Regions from separate parts of the Lactuca sativa genome. Here region 1 is linked to region 2. The links are chromatin contacts, called in public Hi-C maps. All regions are on one chromosome and are shown on one strand. The core of a region is the stretch at or near the end of the contact, and the rest is flanking DNA. Distances in the headings are between cores, read along the strand shown.

Region 1 (5,232 bases), core at 1,533-4,032, 940 kb after region 2:
GACTTACCATATTTAGGAAACCCTACTATTCAACTATCACGACAGCTAACCACAAGTAGGGTAGTCATATCAGTTGATTACCATGAAAACTTATCACAATTTGAACGGTCCCATTATTTTATAAGGCTTACCATATTTATGAAGCCCTACCATCTAAGCCAACAACAATTAGGGTAACCATATTGGTTTGATTAACATGAAAGTTAACCACGATTAGAACAACCCCATTATTTTATTATCACAAAATATTGCCACAATTAAAGTAGCCGTATCATTTTTTTTATTACAAAAAATACGTTATTATAGAAATAATAGTATGTTGCTATTTTATTTTAAAAATACAAGTATGTGGTTTTGAGTTAAAGATAAAAATATATTTTGGTTTTGATTTCATAATATAGATGCAATAAATTTTATATTGTTTCGATATAAAATTTTGATATTTAATTTTAAAAAATTATTTAGTTTTATCAAATTTTGAATATATTCCTTAATAATACAAAAACTTTTCAACAAAATATAATAATAAAAAAGACCGTTAGCTAATACTTTACTATGTTGTTATTAGTGCTAAGATAATTAACCATATAAACAGTATGACAATAATTTCGTTTAATTCATTTTATTTAATAGAAAATGAAAGTATTTTAAATATTTATATAAAATGAATTAAACAAAATTAATGTTATATTAAACGGAATTAACAAAAATAATATGACATTAATTTCGTTAAAAAATTTATTTTCCATTAAATAAAATGAATTAAATGGAATTTAATGTCATTATTTGTATGGTTAATTATTTTAACATGTGTAGCATCAAAGTTAACTATTATCTAACAGACCTTTTTAGTTTTGCTTTGAAAAAATCATGTCTTATTAATGAATATATTCAAAATTTGATAAAACTAAATAATTTTTTAAAATTAAATATCAAAATTTTATATCGATGCAATATAAAGTTAAATACATTAATGTAACACCCGAAACCAATAATTCTCCATTTTGAAACATTGTTTATAAATTAAGGTGTATTTCATTCTGATAATTGATATATTATATATCATTAACACAAAACTATCCACTAACAAAATCGGCTTGCATCATTACAAAATCATCTATTCTAAACAAAGTTTAGCGAGTAACTAACATAAGATTTTACCCATAATACATCATTAAATTATCATAATATAATCCCAAGATAACATCAATTTTAAAACAAGTTATATGTTAAGCAAGTCATTTCCCAAACACATGCAATGTCCTATATTTTACTCTGATAGGCCCAAGACAACAATCATGAAGCCTTACCATATTCGGGAAGCTCCATTATTCAACTATCATGAAAGTTAACCACAATTAAGGTTGCTATACCGGTTGATTATCATGAAAGCTTACCATGATTAGAATAGTCTCATTATTTTACAAGGCTTACCATAATTAGGAAACCCTACTATTCAACTATCACGACAGCTAACCACAAGTACGGTAGTCATATCAGTTGATTACCATGAAAGCTTATCACAATTAGAACGATCACATTATTTTATAAGGCTTACCATACCTGGGAAGCCCTACCATCCAACTATCATGAAAGCTAACCATAATTAGGGTAACCATATCGGTTGATTATCATGAAAGCTTATAACGACTAGAACAATCCTATTATTTTATTATCACGAAAGATTACCACAGTTAAAATAGTCATATCATTTGATTATCATGATTCCATAATTAGAATAACCACACCATTTGATTCTCATGAAAGTTTAATCAAATAACTCTGACATAGTTACTTGCATGAATACTATTATAAACTCTTTCCTTTGTTATATGTGGTTGAAAGCTTAATCAAATTAACATGAACACTTTGTCCACCACTTGGTATAACACATATAAAGCACTATCTTTCATAATTGGTACCTTTTTCAAAAGCAACACTAATGATAACAAAAGGTTTCCATTTAAAAGCATCTACGTATATACATGTGTATGATATTATATTATCTTGCACTAGGTTACATATTTCATAATCATCTACCTTCAATCATTCTAAATTAAGCTACCAATCTAAGTAGTTTATTGCAATCCGTCATAAACTTACCCTCCATGATCTATCATTGACTTCACTATGAGCATTCATATACACGATGCATGGACTTTTCCATGTTTAGAACATGTGCATATGTATTTCAAGAAGGTTCAAACATAACAAGTTACTCACATTGAGATACGGTAGTAAAGTTTAGTCCAACCGTTGATGTTTCTTGCTTAGATGTTACAAGATCACCAAATGTCCTATTAACAACATTAGTTTATAGAAATTAACAATTTCCAACCATCCTTTCTTAGCATCGATCTTCATAGAGTGTTTTGCAAATCATGTATTCATTTTCTTAGCATAAAATAGAGAAAAAACATTATATTATATGTCAAGACTTTGTTTTTAAAATATATAAGTTATCTCTCTCGTTAGTCGAGTTGATTAATATTGCATCTTGTAAACATATTATTATCGTCTTCATATAAATCGAAAACATCCGCTTGATTATTTTGTTGTTTATTTTACTTCAGTCTTTATATATGAAACAAAATTTTATACAAAAAATATAAACAATATTATAATTGTATTCAACTGCCATTTCTACAACTATATTCACATACAATATCATACCTAACATAAACATAAAAAGATATAATTTTTGATTTTTGAAATAAATCATGATTGAAATAAATAAATAAAAAATTTGATTTTTATATAATTTCTAATGCAGGGGTTTGAGATGGCGTCCAAAATCACGATCCTCCCACTCCTCACATAACATTCCATGATTATATGATTATATCTGTATAAAGAAAAATAAACTTAGGGTTAGGGTTTTACGGGATTTTAGCTATGGAGGTTGAAGAAGAAACCACCTCAAATCACCTTCAAGAATCTATAGCAGCAGAAACAACAACAACCGTAATCAGTGAAATCTTGTTAGAAAATACTACTAGTATTGATAAACAATCTGAAAAACAGCTATCGAATTTGGCACCCGAATCAAACAGTCAAGAAGAAAAGGACTCCTCTGTTTCTGTTCCTAAATCTGAGGGCTCGGAGGCATTCGTTTCGGCAGCGGCGGGGGAAAAAGTAGAGGAGCCTGTTCACTGCCGGAACTCGGAGTCGGTTGCGGCATTGAGCGGTGGTGGTGATAATTCGGTTGTTGTTGTGTCGATGAGCGTAGTGCAAGACTCCAAGGACGCGGATGATGGTGCCGTCAAAGAAATTGACGTGGCAGCGGTGGAGTGTGGTGGCAGTGAGTTGACGTATGCGGTTAAAGATGGCGGAGATGAGGGAGGGGAGGCTGTGGTTGAGCGGATTGGTGATCCGGAGGTGGTAGAGGAAATGGTGGGAAATGACGGTGATGATACCAATGTCGGTGAATTTTTGGAGACCGAGAAAGATGAGAATGAAGGTAACGAGATTATGGTAGGAATGGAAGGCAAACCTGAAGATGAGAAGGAGACGGTGAAAGAGGAGGAAGACGCTGAGGTGTTGAAAGTCGGTGATGATGGAGGTGTTCTCTCGTCGCCTGTTGTTCTTGTTCATAACGATGGAGGAGATGAAATGACAGATCAATCTAAAAACGATGGTGGTCTCAATGTCCGATCGGAAGATGTTGAGAATGTTCAGGGAATGGTCGGTTCTGATGTTAAAAACGATGGTCATGGAGATGCGCAGATTGAAAACATTGATAATCTCCAAGAAGATGAAGCAGTGGCAGAAGAACCAGTTGTTCCAGAAATTGTTAAGGAAGAAGATAATGTTTCAGATGAAGATGTTAGAGAAGATCAGCAGGAGGAAGCATCAGTGGCAAATGAGGAGACAGTTGATGGTGTTGGGGAAAATGAGGAGGAAGAACCCATGGAGGAAGATGAAGAGAAATCCTTAGATACCGACATAGAGACTGAGAAATCTTTAGACATTGAAATGGAGTCTGTGAAATCCTTAGATACAGAAATGGAGACCGAAGAAGAAATAAACTTAGAAGATGAAGAGAAAGTCCAAGAAGCAGATATTGAGACAGAACCTGAGTTGCCAGAGTCATCTAAGAAAGATAGTGGAGGAAAACGGAAAAGAGGAGGAAAGCTCTCAAAAACCACCACAAAGAAAACAATGGAGGAGGATGTTTGCTTCATTTGCTTTGATGGTGGAAATCTTGTGCTGTGTGACAGGCGGTGAGTGTGGTAATTGATGATTCATTTGGGTTTACAGGGATTGAATTAATCGTATTGAGCTCTTAATGTTATGTTGTTTGTTTTTCTTTTTCTTCAGGAATTGCCCTAAAGCTTATCATCCTTCTTGTGTTAATCGGGATGAGGCCTTCTTCCAATCTAAGGGTAGTTGGAATTGTGGTGAGTTTTTCTATTCGTTATGCGGTTAGCATACATTTGTGTTCATGTCATATATCATCAATATAAACGAGAGACTTGTTACCTTGTTTATACTTTTGAGATTAGGCGATAACCTTGTCAGTAATAGCTATTAAAGAAGTCAAATAGATTGGTGGATAATGTCTCTAGAAGACAGTGTTAAAAGATCTTTACTTTTTTGAGGGATATGCTTCAAGAAGGGCTTTGGATTTGATGTTTGTATCTAAAATAATTTAACCATTTTTTAATTCTGTTTTTACCTCTGAATCCAGGCTGGCATCTGTGTAGTATCTGTGAGAAAAAGGCTGAGTACATGTGCTATACCTGCACATATTCAGTGTGCAAATCATGCATTAAAACCTCTGATATGTTATGTGTTAGAGAGAAAGAGAAGAAAGGCTTATGTGAAGCTTGCATGAGAACTGTGATGTTAATTGAAAATCCAGAAAATCAGGTATGCAGTATGCTCAATTTTAACTCTTCTTTTTTGGGTATTTGATTATAATCAATAAAAAGATAAAAAGATACAAGATTTCTTTTTATTGAGATCACATGATGATGCCCTTTTGGTTTGCTATTTGAAATAACATAAAAAGATACAAGCTTTCTTGGATAATGACCAAACTACCCCTTGGTTTTTCTGATTTCTCTCCATATTCTGTAGGAAAATGCAAACTTTGATGATGAGAGTAGCTGGGAGTATCTTTTCAAGGATTATTGGACTGAAACAAAAGCCAAACATGACTTATCTTTATCCGAACTCATCCAAGCTAAAAAACAAGAATCTTCAATCACACAATCTGATGTTAAAGAC
Region 2 (5,487 bases), core at 705-3,204:
TCTGTCTGTTTCCAAACAAGAACCAATAAAATGAAAAGTTTTTAAAATATTTAAAATGTATATTTTAATAGCTTAATTAGAAAAAAAAAAAAATGAAAGTAGGATGCTATAATAAACAAATAGATGAAAGTAAGTTGATAGTTATTGGGTTATTGCATTTATATAAACTAGTTTAGAAAAAGCTAAAGTAAATCTTTAACTTTATATGATTAACCATTATTAAAAGATTTGAGTCTAATGAATAATGATCAACAAAGTAAAAGTGCATCATTTTAAGGATCAAAAAACAAAGTAGATCCAAAATTTATATCATATCATATGGCTTTGCAACAATGAAACTATTATGAATCTACCACCAACCAATTTGAATTTCAAGATCAAAAACTAATTAGATTCAAAACTTTCCCTAAAAGAGATTATAATCCAAAAAATCAAGAAAATACACTTATGAAGACAACTATAAATCTACTAACCTTTGTAAATTGCAATATTTGCAAGATCGGAAACCAATTAGATTCAAAAGCTTATATCATATCAAATGGACTCTATAAAATTTCAAACTTTTTAAAGTATTTACTAAATAAATTAACTAAAAAATGAAAAAGAATCAACTTACCAAATGAATATGCAGTAGGGAACATGGATCTTTCCTGCAAACTATTCCTAAAAAGAATCGTTGTATCATTGATACACTCCCAATCTGAAACATCATTTCTTGAAATTTCTTTATCATTCAAAGGCCTCAATCTCACCAAAACAAGAATCTTCTCCTCTCTTCCATTATCCATTTTCTCCCAATTCAACAACTCTTCTCCTCCAATTGCCCCCATTTTTATCAAAATCCCTCTTCTAAACCCCACAAATCAAGCAAAATCTCTCATTTTTCAAAACCCTAAATGATGCGATAACAGTTAAGATGTTAAAAACAGAGTTGTTGTTTCTGCTTTGCCCAAAAGGGAGAAAGCACCAACACTTGACCCACATGTCATCGCTTCACTTATATCTGCATATAGAAAAGCGAGTTTTTTTAGGATTGTTTAATAACTATTAAACAAATAACACATAGATCCAAACTATAAAAAGGGGTTTTAAAACACTAATCATGGGTTTGTTGGGTGATTAAGAACTTTGCTTAATCTTTATTCCCAAGCTTGAAACAAAGAAAGAAGAAGAAAAAAAAAAGAAAAGAAACTAAAAATCTCGTTTGTTGAAGTCCACACAACAGAGATCTGTTTGTTTAAGAGGACCCTACAATTCTTGAAAACTAAGTAAACTGGTTTTTTTTTCTTTAATTCAAATAAAGAAAGCAGGTAAAAGCTTGGAATTTTCAGCAATGGTGGGTCCCTAACGCGAAGTGAAGTTTACACCAAAAATCCATATAAAAAAACTCACATTCGAGATCTTTTTTGGCGGATTAAGCTTCTGTTCTTCAAAGTAAACTGTAATTTACAAAAAACCTACAAATGTAAAAGCGATTCGACAAGTTTTTCCCAGATTAACTGAAAAAATAGTGAAGGAATCAGAGATGAAGCTTCGAATAAACTGTACTTCACGATAAACCCAGATAAATAATAAATAAACTAACAATATAAGCAAGAAAACAGGGATTTGAATCGAAACAGATAATTAAATGCTTGAATTACCCTGCAACTCGGAAACAGCTCAAAATCTGATTTGGTATAAACTTTCTTTTAAAATTCCAACAATAAAACAAAAAAATATCATCTAGAAATCGAAAAAAATATAAATTAATAACAAAATAACCCCCCACGATCTCCGTGATTTCATAAAAAGAAAACGCACAGAAGCCTTGTTCTGCATTTACCTTCTTAGCAGCAACCGCTCTCTCTCTCTCTCTCTCTCTCTCTCTCTCTCTAAGAAGCTCAGATCATCGATTTTTCATCTGGGTTTTGTCTGTGAAATAGTTTAATAAGATTCTACTTGGTCTACTACGTATTTCTTCAGAGCTGAAAAGTTAAATGTATAGCTATATACAACTTTTAATGCGTGAAGTACAAGTATGTGAAGCATATCTGTTATGGATTATACTATTATATCCTTGGTAACAGGTATTTTCCTTTGCTTAACGTCTACTTTTTTTTTGGATTATTTTTTTATTTTTGGAGTCACGTGACTTGCAGAATTTCGGTGAATTTATTAATGTGTGTGTTCAAGACACCGTTAGACTTGAGATTTTTCAAGGCACGAGAATTTTTCCGTTGATTGGTACTATTGGGTCCACGTACAACTAGACAATGCATAACCTCCATATGCCTTTTCATTTATGGTATGTTATTCATAGGTAGTTGCAAACATGCATGAGTAGTTATACCTTTGTTGTTTTACCATAAACTAATTTTGTTATAAATTAGAATATGTTTAATTAGGAGTAAAATTGAGAAAACACAGAAGAGTTTTTGAAAACTGATTAATCAAAAAGAATAGACAAAATCAAAATCTAGGGTTTGGGTCCGGCTTTGTTTCGTTTCTATGAATGTAAAAATCGAGAAAAAAAAACCGAATTTTATAAAGCATATGCATCCCATGAAATCATGTTGTTTGATTACATATTTGACTGAGTCAGTGTAACTAGGTCTGGACTATCTGATTTGACTATTTGACTGAAACCATGGGACATCTGACTAGTTTGTGTTGACTGCTGAAAGTGACCATTTTACCATCTTTTTTTATTTTGTAACATATAAAATGTGTCGATTTGATAAAATATATGAATATAATTGATGAATATTTATGCAAAATATACAATATATCATACAAAATCCAACTTAATATAGATAATTACAAAGTCAATAAACAAAAATAACAAAAATAATTCTATATATGAAAGACTAGATCCAACTGCCACCATTCCAACATGTGATACATGGAAAACCACTTTTGCATGAAAGAATGTAAGGATTCCAACAAGAGGTTCTACTTGAATCAACAAGTTGACCACACCTAAATCACGAAATTACCAATGAAACAATCAACGCTAAACTACTTCTTTCAAGCCACGTCGTTGATTAATCTGATCAAGTTGAGACAAACAAACATCTTTTTTTTTTCTAATTTTCATAAAGTTGAGATGAATTAACCTCATCAAGTGAAATTACTTGTCATCTTTATGGGATTCCTTGAAAGAAAACATATTCTAAAACCAAAACTGAAACAAGATAAATCAAAACTAATTTGTTTTGTAATTGACTGTTTACATCCAAATCACACCTCTTCCTATTGGCCAAAATTGAAACACGATTAACCACTGATGAGTTGAAAGTTAATCAGTATTGTATTTCCTAGTAGTAAATCAGTAATCGCGCATTTGACATCAATTGAAGAAACGGTGGATATGTAACACAACCTAAATTATCAAATAAAATTTTTTCATTTAAAATAGTAATTAGTGGGTTCCCGATAACATACCCCACACAATCTACATAATCATAAAACCATATTAACCTTACAAGCCATGCATACAACATATACGGATGTCGTGGACTCCCTTCAGGGTCTTACTCCAGGATATCGTGGGCTCCCCTAGGGTCTTACTTGGAATGACATGGGATCCCCCACATGGTCTGATATCCAAGTGTCATGGGCTCCCCCCCCCCTGGTCTTTACCTGCAATGTCATGGGCTCCCCCACATGATCTTATATCCCAATGCCACGGGCTCCCCCGGGGTCTTCCATGCAACTATCACAAAGACAACTAGCATATCACATACCACATAAACAACTAGTATACCACATATCACATACACAACTAGCTGAATGGGTCGGCCTTGGTGCCTTCAACCCATTGGTATGGTGAGGAGACCCACCTCAAATGCGAACTGTAGCTGAGTAGGTCCAAACTCCAAGTATCAGCTCTGCCACCTACCTAATCATAAACAACTCCTTAGATACAAATTAACCCTTCAAACCTTAAAAGTCAACCCTTTTCAAGGTCAAAGTCAAGTCAAAGTCAATGCTCTAAGTTAACCTAACTCGTGGAGTCACCCCTCTAACTCGTCGAGTCCATCCCAAAGTCAGAGTTGCGATATCGTAATCCAACTCGTCAAGTTTCTCTGTTTCCCAACAGAATCAGGGTAACCCCGACTCAACTCGTCGGGTTCCCTAGTCTGTTAACTCACTTAATGCATTAAGCCCTTTTTCTCGAATCTAAAGGCTCCAAACTTCAGATCCCTAACCATTGAGACGTCTAGAAGGGTAAAGTTGGAAACTTTACCCCCAAAATATCATCTAATAAGCTTTTAGACCCAACCCTAGTTCCTTTGAGGAGGGTCTTGCCCCATTAAGCCCTTAAACTCTCATCCCATCATCCCAAAACACAGATCTGATGTCCAAGGGTGGACAAAGCACATAAAGTTTCGAACTTTACACCCATACATGCTTGAAACACACTCAAAGGTCCAGTTTAGGATTAAAAATGAGCATATTGCATGAAATGGGACATGGAGGCTATTAAAGTTTGCAACTTTAATCCTCTAGAAGTCTTATAGAGGCTAGGTCTACACTCTTAGCCTCTGCAACCCTCTTTCCTTTGGACATCTAAGCCAAAGTCCCAAACCAATCCCTAAACTACAAAAGATGAGATCTAATAAGCTACATGTCAAGGTTGTGACTATATACCTCCAAGATGTAGCCTTTGATGTAGAGTTTCTGGATCCAAATTCACTCCTCCAAGCTTGATACTTCTCTCTTCAAAACCTCCTTCACAAATCTCCAACAACCACTAAAACACTCACAAAACTCAAGGAACACGAAGGAAAGCGATTCTAGGATTTTCTCTGGGCAAGGGGGCTAGTAAGGAGGCCATCCCTAGGAATTAATGTTATTTATACAGGGTGCAATGTTCGAAAAATAGGGTTTTTATCCCCAGTGTCTACCCGTCGAGTTGGGGCTCCCCAACTCGTTGAGTAGATCCTCCGATCTACACGACTGGAAGGCTTCCTGCTCGTCGAGTTGAAGCCTTCCAACTCGTTGAGTTCCTTTCTATATTTAAAAGAAATTTAGAATTAATTCATACCCGGACCAAGCATTGCAAATCTCCCCCACTTGAACTAGACTTCATCCTCGAAGTCTGCTGATGCGAAAAGGTCCAGGTAATGCTCCCTCATTTCCTCCTCCAGCTTCCAGGTCCATTCGGAGCCTCTTCAGTGCTGCCATTGCACCTTAACTAGCCTCACTTCTTTGTTCCAGAGGAACCTTAGTCTTCCTATCCAAAACCACAACGGTTTTCTCAATGTAGTCCAGGCTCCCATCTACCTGAATGTTGTCCAAAGAGATAACTGCAGCCTCGTCAGTGACACACTAATGAAGCCGGGACACATGGAAGGTGTTGTGGATATGATTAAGCTCGACCGGTAGATCCAATCGATAGGCTACCTTGCCCACCCGGGCAGAAATCCTGAAAGGACCAATAAATCGGGGCCCTAGTTTGCCCTTCTTCTAAATCCTGATGACACCCTTTCATGGTGACAC

What was found. A called contact is a pair of places that touch in the nucleus more often than the background predicts.
Region 1: a contact with region 2 is called in a Hi-C map of leaf, with 5 times the contacts expected there. The contact joins the promoter of LOC111903713 here to the promoter of LOC111903715 in region 2. A contact is called at or near these places in 2 of 4 Hi-C or Micro-C datasets (both in leaf).

What each region holds. Positions count from the first base shown.
Region 1 is chr8:215,852,709-215,857,940 of Lsat_Salinas_v11, forward strand. LOC111903713 (zinc finger CCCH domain-containing protein 19) reads left to right here and starts at 2,783. Exons shown (of 10, transcript XM_023899462.2): 1 at 2,783-4,223; 2 at 4,321-4,400; 3 at 4,691-4,872; 4 at 5,083-5,232. The coding sequence starts at 2,896.
Region 2 is chr8:214,912,176-214,917,662 of Lsat_Salinas_v11, forward strand. It overlaps LOC111903715 (kinesin-like protein KIN-7E), which reads right to left and starts at 1,955. Exons shown (of 14, transcript XM_023899466.3): 1 at 1,826-1,955; 2 at 617-1,003; 3 at 1-5. The coding sequence starts at 830.